Linked DNA regions of Sus scrofa: region 1 is linked to region 2. Evidence: chromatin contacts called from public Hi-C data. All regions are on one chromosome and are shown on one strand. The core of a region is the stretch at or near the end of the contact, and the rest is flanking DNA. Distances in the headings are between cores, read along the strand shown. Region 1 overlaps EZR (ezrin). Region 2 has its middle 31 kb from the start of RSPH3.

Region 1 (2,700 bases), core at 16-2,515, 150 kb before region 2:
TGTAGGTCACAGACGTGGCTCAGATCTGGTGTGGCTGTGGTGTAGGCCAGCAGCTACAGCTCCAATTAGACCCCTAACCTGGGAACCTCCACATGCCATGGGTGCGGCCCTAAAAAGACAAAAAAAAAAAGAAGACATAGAATGTTAGCACCTAAAAGAAACCAGACAGAAGCACACTCCACTCTGCCACGGGAATTCATCAGCAAGTACAGACGCGGAAGTTAGGTCAGCACCCTACCAGTGAACGACAATGAGGTTTTTCCACAGCTACTCTACCAGGTCAAAACTTTAGAATAAGTTAATGTATCTTGGACACAAAACTTGGTATTGAAGATGCTGGAACCCCTTGAGAAAAATGAGGTTCTACTGGATATTTGTGTATTTTTCACACCGACCACATTTGGCAGAAAAATCTTTTTTCGACTCTGACAGTAGCCTAGTTTTTGTTTCAGTAAGAGAGGTAAGTTTCTCATCTATTACTAGAATATGCAAGTATATGCAAAGACAAATGCCTAAAAACAAAAACAGCAATGAATTTCATTTTATTTCTAAAACAAGAACTAATGAAAATGGCCAGTAGACCTTCTTAAACTTAAGGAAAACACCATATGCACGTGTTCTTTCTCATGAATAAACGCCTGGGGTTTCACAGATCTCTGCTCCAGTCCAGCTGACCACACAGTGCGTGTATTATTTAGCATCAGGATTCAACCAGTAAACCTGCCTTGCTTAGCTAAGGACTCTTAAAAATTCTATTTGCTCTTCTTCTTATGGGTTAGCTCAGCTCAAAACCACCACACTACATGTGGAAGAACCACAGCAGCTCCATTTTCTACCGTTCCCAGCCCGCCCCAACTGGTGGGCACGGTGCACGCCTTCTGGGCGCAGGCCCTCTGAGAGCATCAGCGCCTCCTGGGGGAGCCGGGGGCGCTGTCCCTTAGGACTTAAATAGGCGACTCAGACGCCATACACCACAGCCGCTCCCAATTGGGACTAACCACCAGAGCCCCAGAGCAGCTTTCAAACACCTGAGTTTCTGGGCCCTCAGCCCAAGAGCAGTATTTTTTAAAGCCACTCAAGTGACTTTGAGATTTGGCCAAGTTCACGGATCCCTGGAGCAGGGGGCCTCCCCTGGGAGCCGAGGCCTGGAGCAGTGACCCACGGAGGACTTCCTTCCCCTGGGGGCAGAGGACCCCTGCTCTGCAAAGAGAGGGTGCGGGCCGGCTGACCCGCGGTCCTTTCCAGCTCTGAAATGCTCGGGCTGAAGTCCAAGGTCCGAGGTGAGATGCCAGCCGCACTCAGCGCTCAGCTGTGCGCACAGGGGGGAAAGCTCCTCCTTAGGGTACGAGGCGTCCACGAGCAGACGGAAGGGGGTGATTCGGGAGAAAATAATGACGTGACCCTATGAGGAGCCCGCAGGGCGACTGTTTTCATGGTCAAAGGAAGAGCTCACGCCCGTTTCAGTCTCCAAGGAGGGGGCTGTACCTCTCCGGTCAGACACACAACAGTTCCGGTTCTGCAGCGCCAACGCAACTGACATCGCATTTTCCAATAAAAAAGAGTAAAAACTGTTAAGCCCCCATCTGTTTTTTAAAAATATAAACTCACCCTATTAGGATGAAATAAATCCCTGTCCCGGGCTCACCCCTCAAGCAGCTGGGCAATCACAGAGGGGCCCCAAGGAACGAGGCCGAGGGCAGGAGGCGCCCCAGGGCCCCGACCTCCTCACTGACCATGGCAGCGCCCCCTCCCCAAGTCTGAAGGAGGACAAACTTCCCTGCTCGCTGGTAAAATGGAAATGACCTTATCTGTGAGGGATCTTGAGCCCCAACATTCTGTAACTTAATTATCAGAGTGGCTTTTCGACATCGTCCAAATCAGTGGCCAAGTAGTTTCTGCAAAATTATCTGAATTTAAAAAGAGAGACCAAGCGGTGATGGGGCGGGGAGGAGAGCAGTGTGCTGAGGTCACGTAGGTTAAGGCTCTGTTTCTTTTCTTTCTTTAACTGAAAGGCTCTGAGAGCCTCTGCTGTGTTCAATCAAACTGCCCCGTCCAGGCTGGTGCCTAAATCTAGGTTTCCCAGATTGTTCTGCCTGCAGAGATTTTTTTCCCATGGACGATCCCAAAGGACCAGTACTTTTCAGAATACTTTGGAAAACAAGTCTTTTAAGGCTCCTCAGTTTAACTCTCTCAAAACGGCATCTAAATGTCTGCCAAGAGTCTGAGAGAGGCAGGAAAGACCCCGGCTGACAAGACTGCATTTCACTTCTAACCCGCGCGAGACGGCAGAGTTCTGGCTGTCAGATGACCTCCCCCATTACCTTCCTCGTTTTGGTAAATACATCCAGTTATGCATTTTTTTCCTGTGAGAAATGTCTACTTCCTCCTGAAATACTTCACACTTGGCTTAAGATACCCTCTCCAATCACGCATTTAACAGAATAAATTCAACCACTTTAAAGACCAAGACAGGAGGAAGAGTTCAAGACCAGTCCTTCCACAAACTCACAGACAAGCAACCATTTATGTCATCAGAGACCAACCAGGTTTAATTTTAGCAGCAGGGGAAATAAAAGGTTTGCAGTGATTTTCCTATGTACTCAAGAATCAGTAAAACCATTTAGAGCAGAAAGGGAAATTCAAATAGTAACATTTGAATGTTTGAATTTCAGGCAGTGGATTCAGTGATAACAGATTAAT
Region 2 (2,700 bases), core at 193-2,692:
AGTCTTGATGTTATAGTACCAATTTTGTTCTTATCCTTCAATGCTGTATTGGCTCTTCTGGGTCTTTTGACTTTCCAAACTTTAGAGTCAGTTTGTTGACGTCTGCAAAAAATAAGCTGGAGTCTTGATGGGGACTGCACTGATCCTATAGAACAAGTTGGGAAGAACTGACATCTTGACAATACAGAGTCATCCTATTCATTAACATGAAATGTTTCTCCATCGAGTAGTTTGGTTTCGTTCATCAGAGTTTTGTGTTTTTCCTCATATAAATCTTACACATATTTTGTTAGATTTATACCCCCAATCTTCACTTACAAGGGGTGCTAATTTTAATAGTATTGTTTTAATTTTAAATCCCATTTGCTAATTGCTGATACATAGTAAGGATATATAGTAAATTAACTTTGTATATTAATCTTGCATCCTGTCACCCTACTTTAATCACTTATTTGTTTCAGGAGGCTTTTTTTGTTCTTTCAGATTTTCTACATAGACAATCAGGTCATCTGTGAATAAAGACTGTTTTATTTCTTCATTGTCAAGCCATATACTTATATTCTTTTTATTGTATTAGCTAAGACTCAGTATGATATTGAAAACGAATGGTGAGAGGGGACATCCTTGCTTTGTACCTAATCTTAGTGGAAAAGCTTCTAGTTTCTCATCACGGTGTCAGCTGCAGGTATTTTTGGTAAATATTCCTTACCAAGTCGAGGAATTTCCCTCATTCCTAGTTTACTGAGAGATTTTTTTGTTTTGTTTTGTTTTTTTCCAAATCATGAATGGATGTTGACTTTTGTCAAACACTTTTCCTGCAGCTATTGATATGATCATGTGATATTTCATTTTTAGCCTATTTTTGTGATAGATTACATTAATTGAATTTGAAATGTTAAACCAAGCTGGCATTCCTGGGATCAATCCCACTGAGGCGCCCTGTGCCGAGGGGCTCTGTGTGTGTGGACTCACACCTTCAATATTTCAGCAGTTGACAACTCTGACTTAGCTTCTAACTCCTGCTTGTGTAGCTCCTCAAGGTCAGCCAGGGGTGAGAGAAGAGGGCCTTCCCAGGGCTTTCCTGGGCCTGCAAACAACCCTACAAAGCACCCTACATGTAGATTCCCAGGAACATGCTGAAGCTTTTCAAAACCCCCTATGGACATCTCATTCCTCAGATTTCCTTTTCAAGGGTTTTGGCCAGCCTCCTGCTTTCTCTGACTGGCATTTTTGCCTAGGGCAGCTGTGATATTAGAATAGTGCTGCTGATTCTTTTTTCTTTCTTTCTTTTTTTTTAAACAAAAGTCCTGGTGTTAGGACTTTCCTCACTTAGCAAGCTCTTAGTCAGATCAAATAAAGATAAGCTCTGTTAAAGGGCTTACCCAGGGAGCTGCCAGAGAGGTCAAACAGTGACAGTTTTCTGGAGATGTGGCTTTTCCAGGGAGCCCCGAGCATGTTCTGCTCCCTCCAGTGGCTGATGGGCTGCTGGTTTTCTCAGTTACCATGGTTTTGAGTCTGTTGGTTTTCAAGGCTACTGTGGAGCTGGGAAGAATGAGATGGGAATAGGCCAAGTTTAAATGCCACTCTTCTGAGATTCAGCCATTTTCCTTAAATAAATGCTCTTCACTGATGCAAGCCTCTGGTTAATTTCCAGAGTTCTGAAAATGTTATTTTTTGGATAATTTTTGCCTGTGTTCTCATTGCTTTTATGGAGGAGCTGATTTCAGAAGTCCTTACTCCACCATTCCAGAAGTGCTTCTTCCATAAGCATTAATTTTTGTACTGTGCTGTAATGTAACATGTTTCAAGACCTTCTGTGGAATATTCCATTTTTGCCCTAAACTTCTGCGCCTTGTGAACTATTTTTTCCTGCTTTTATTCTGCCTTTATTTTTCTTCTAAATGTTAGCCCACCATCTTTCTACAGCAGCTCTCTCCTTGTCAGTATACTACTTCTAACACGCTGCGGGCTTAATAATCAAACAGCGAATCCGTGTAGCAATGTTAGAATGGTTTGCATGGTCCGCTGCAAGAGGTGTGGGTCTTGTGACACTGTGACTACTCAGAAATCACTTTGGCTTCCTCTCTTCTATATTCTAAAAATGAGGTTTCCAGATATCTGAATTTAGAGGAAGTGAGCTGGTTATGTCCAGATCACACTCTTTGCTAAGTCAGATTCATCTACAGTCAGACGCCTAATTCTGGGAGACATGAGTGAAGATGGCTTTGACCAAGTAGGATTTTCAAGGAAGCAGTAACCAGGATGGAGAGTGAGAAAGCTCTGAAATTATGTCACATGAGGAATAGTGGAAAGGTGGTGATACGTCATTGGGAAAAAGAAAAACTTGGAAAAAAAGAAAAACCACTGGAGTATAGGATAGACTGATACAGTAATAAAATTATTCTGTCTCCCTCCACCATAACCATGCCACTTTGTAACAGCTTATAAGCCAAAAAGCATAAGTTATAATGGGACAGATTTTGACTTAGTCAGTATAAAAGAAATTTCTAATAATGAGAACCGCACACTATAACTCACTATGTGCCATAGCCTGAGGACCCTGTATTGGATAGAAGACTAGAGAATATGACAGCCAAGGTCATATCCTTTTCTTTTTTGCGGGGAGGTGGGGGGCGCGCACACATATATGGAAGTTTCTGGGCCAGGAACTGAATCTATGCACAGTAGCGACACGAGCCG

What was found. A called contact is a pair of places that touch in the nucleus more often than the background predicts.
Region 1: a Hi-C map of epiblast stem cells shows a contact between it and region 2, with 2.2 times the contacts expected there. The contact joins two enhancer-like sites. A contact is called at or near these places in 6 of 47 Hi-C or Micro-C datasets (alveolar macrophages, blood, epiblast stem cells and 2 more) and 1 of 2 datasets of contacts at active chromatin or transcription factors (alveolar macrophages).

Annotation. Positions count from the first base shown.
Region 1 is chr1:8,423,001-8,425,700 of Sscrofa11.1, reverse strand. The region is part of intron 2 of EZR (ezrin); the gene reads right to left. Among named protein-coding and RNA genes, the nearest start is that of EZR, 21 kb to the right of the region's middle. Within about 2 kb of position 1,265, at least 17 of the 83 cell types and tissues checked have an H3K27ac peak or open chromatin away from gene starts, as enhancers often do.
Region 2 is chr1:8,272,408-8,275,107 of Sscrofa11.1, reverse strand. No RefSeq gene overlaps it. Among named protein-coding and RNA genes, the nearest start is that of RSPH3, 31 kb to the right of the region's middle. Within about 2 kb of position 1,442, at least 16 of the 83 cell types and tissues checked have an H3K27ac peak or open chromatin away from gene starts, as enhancers often do.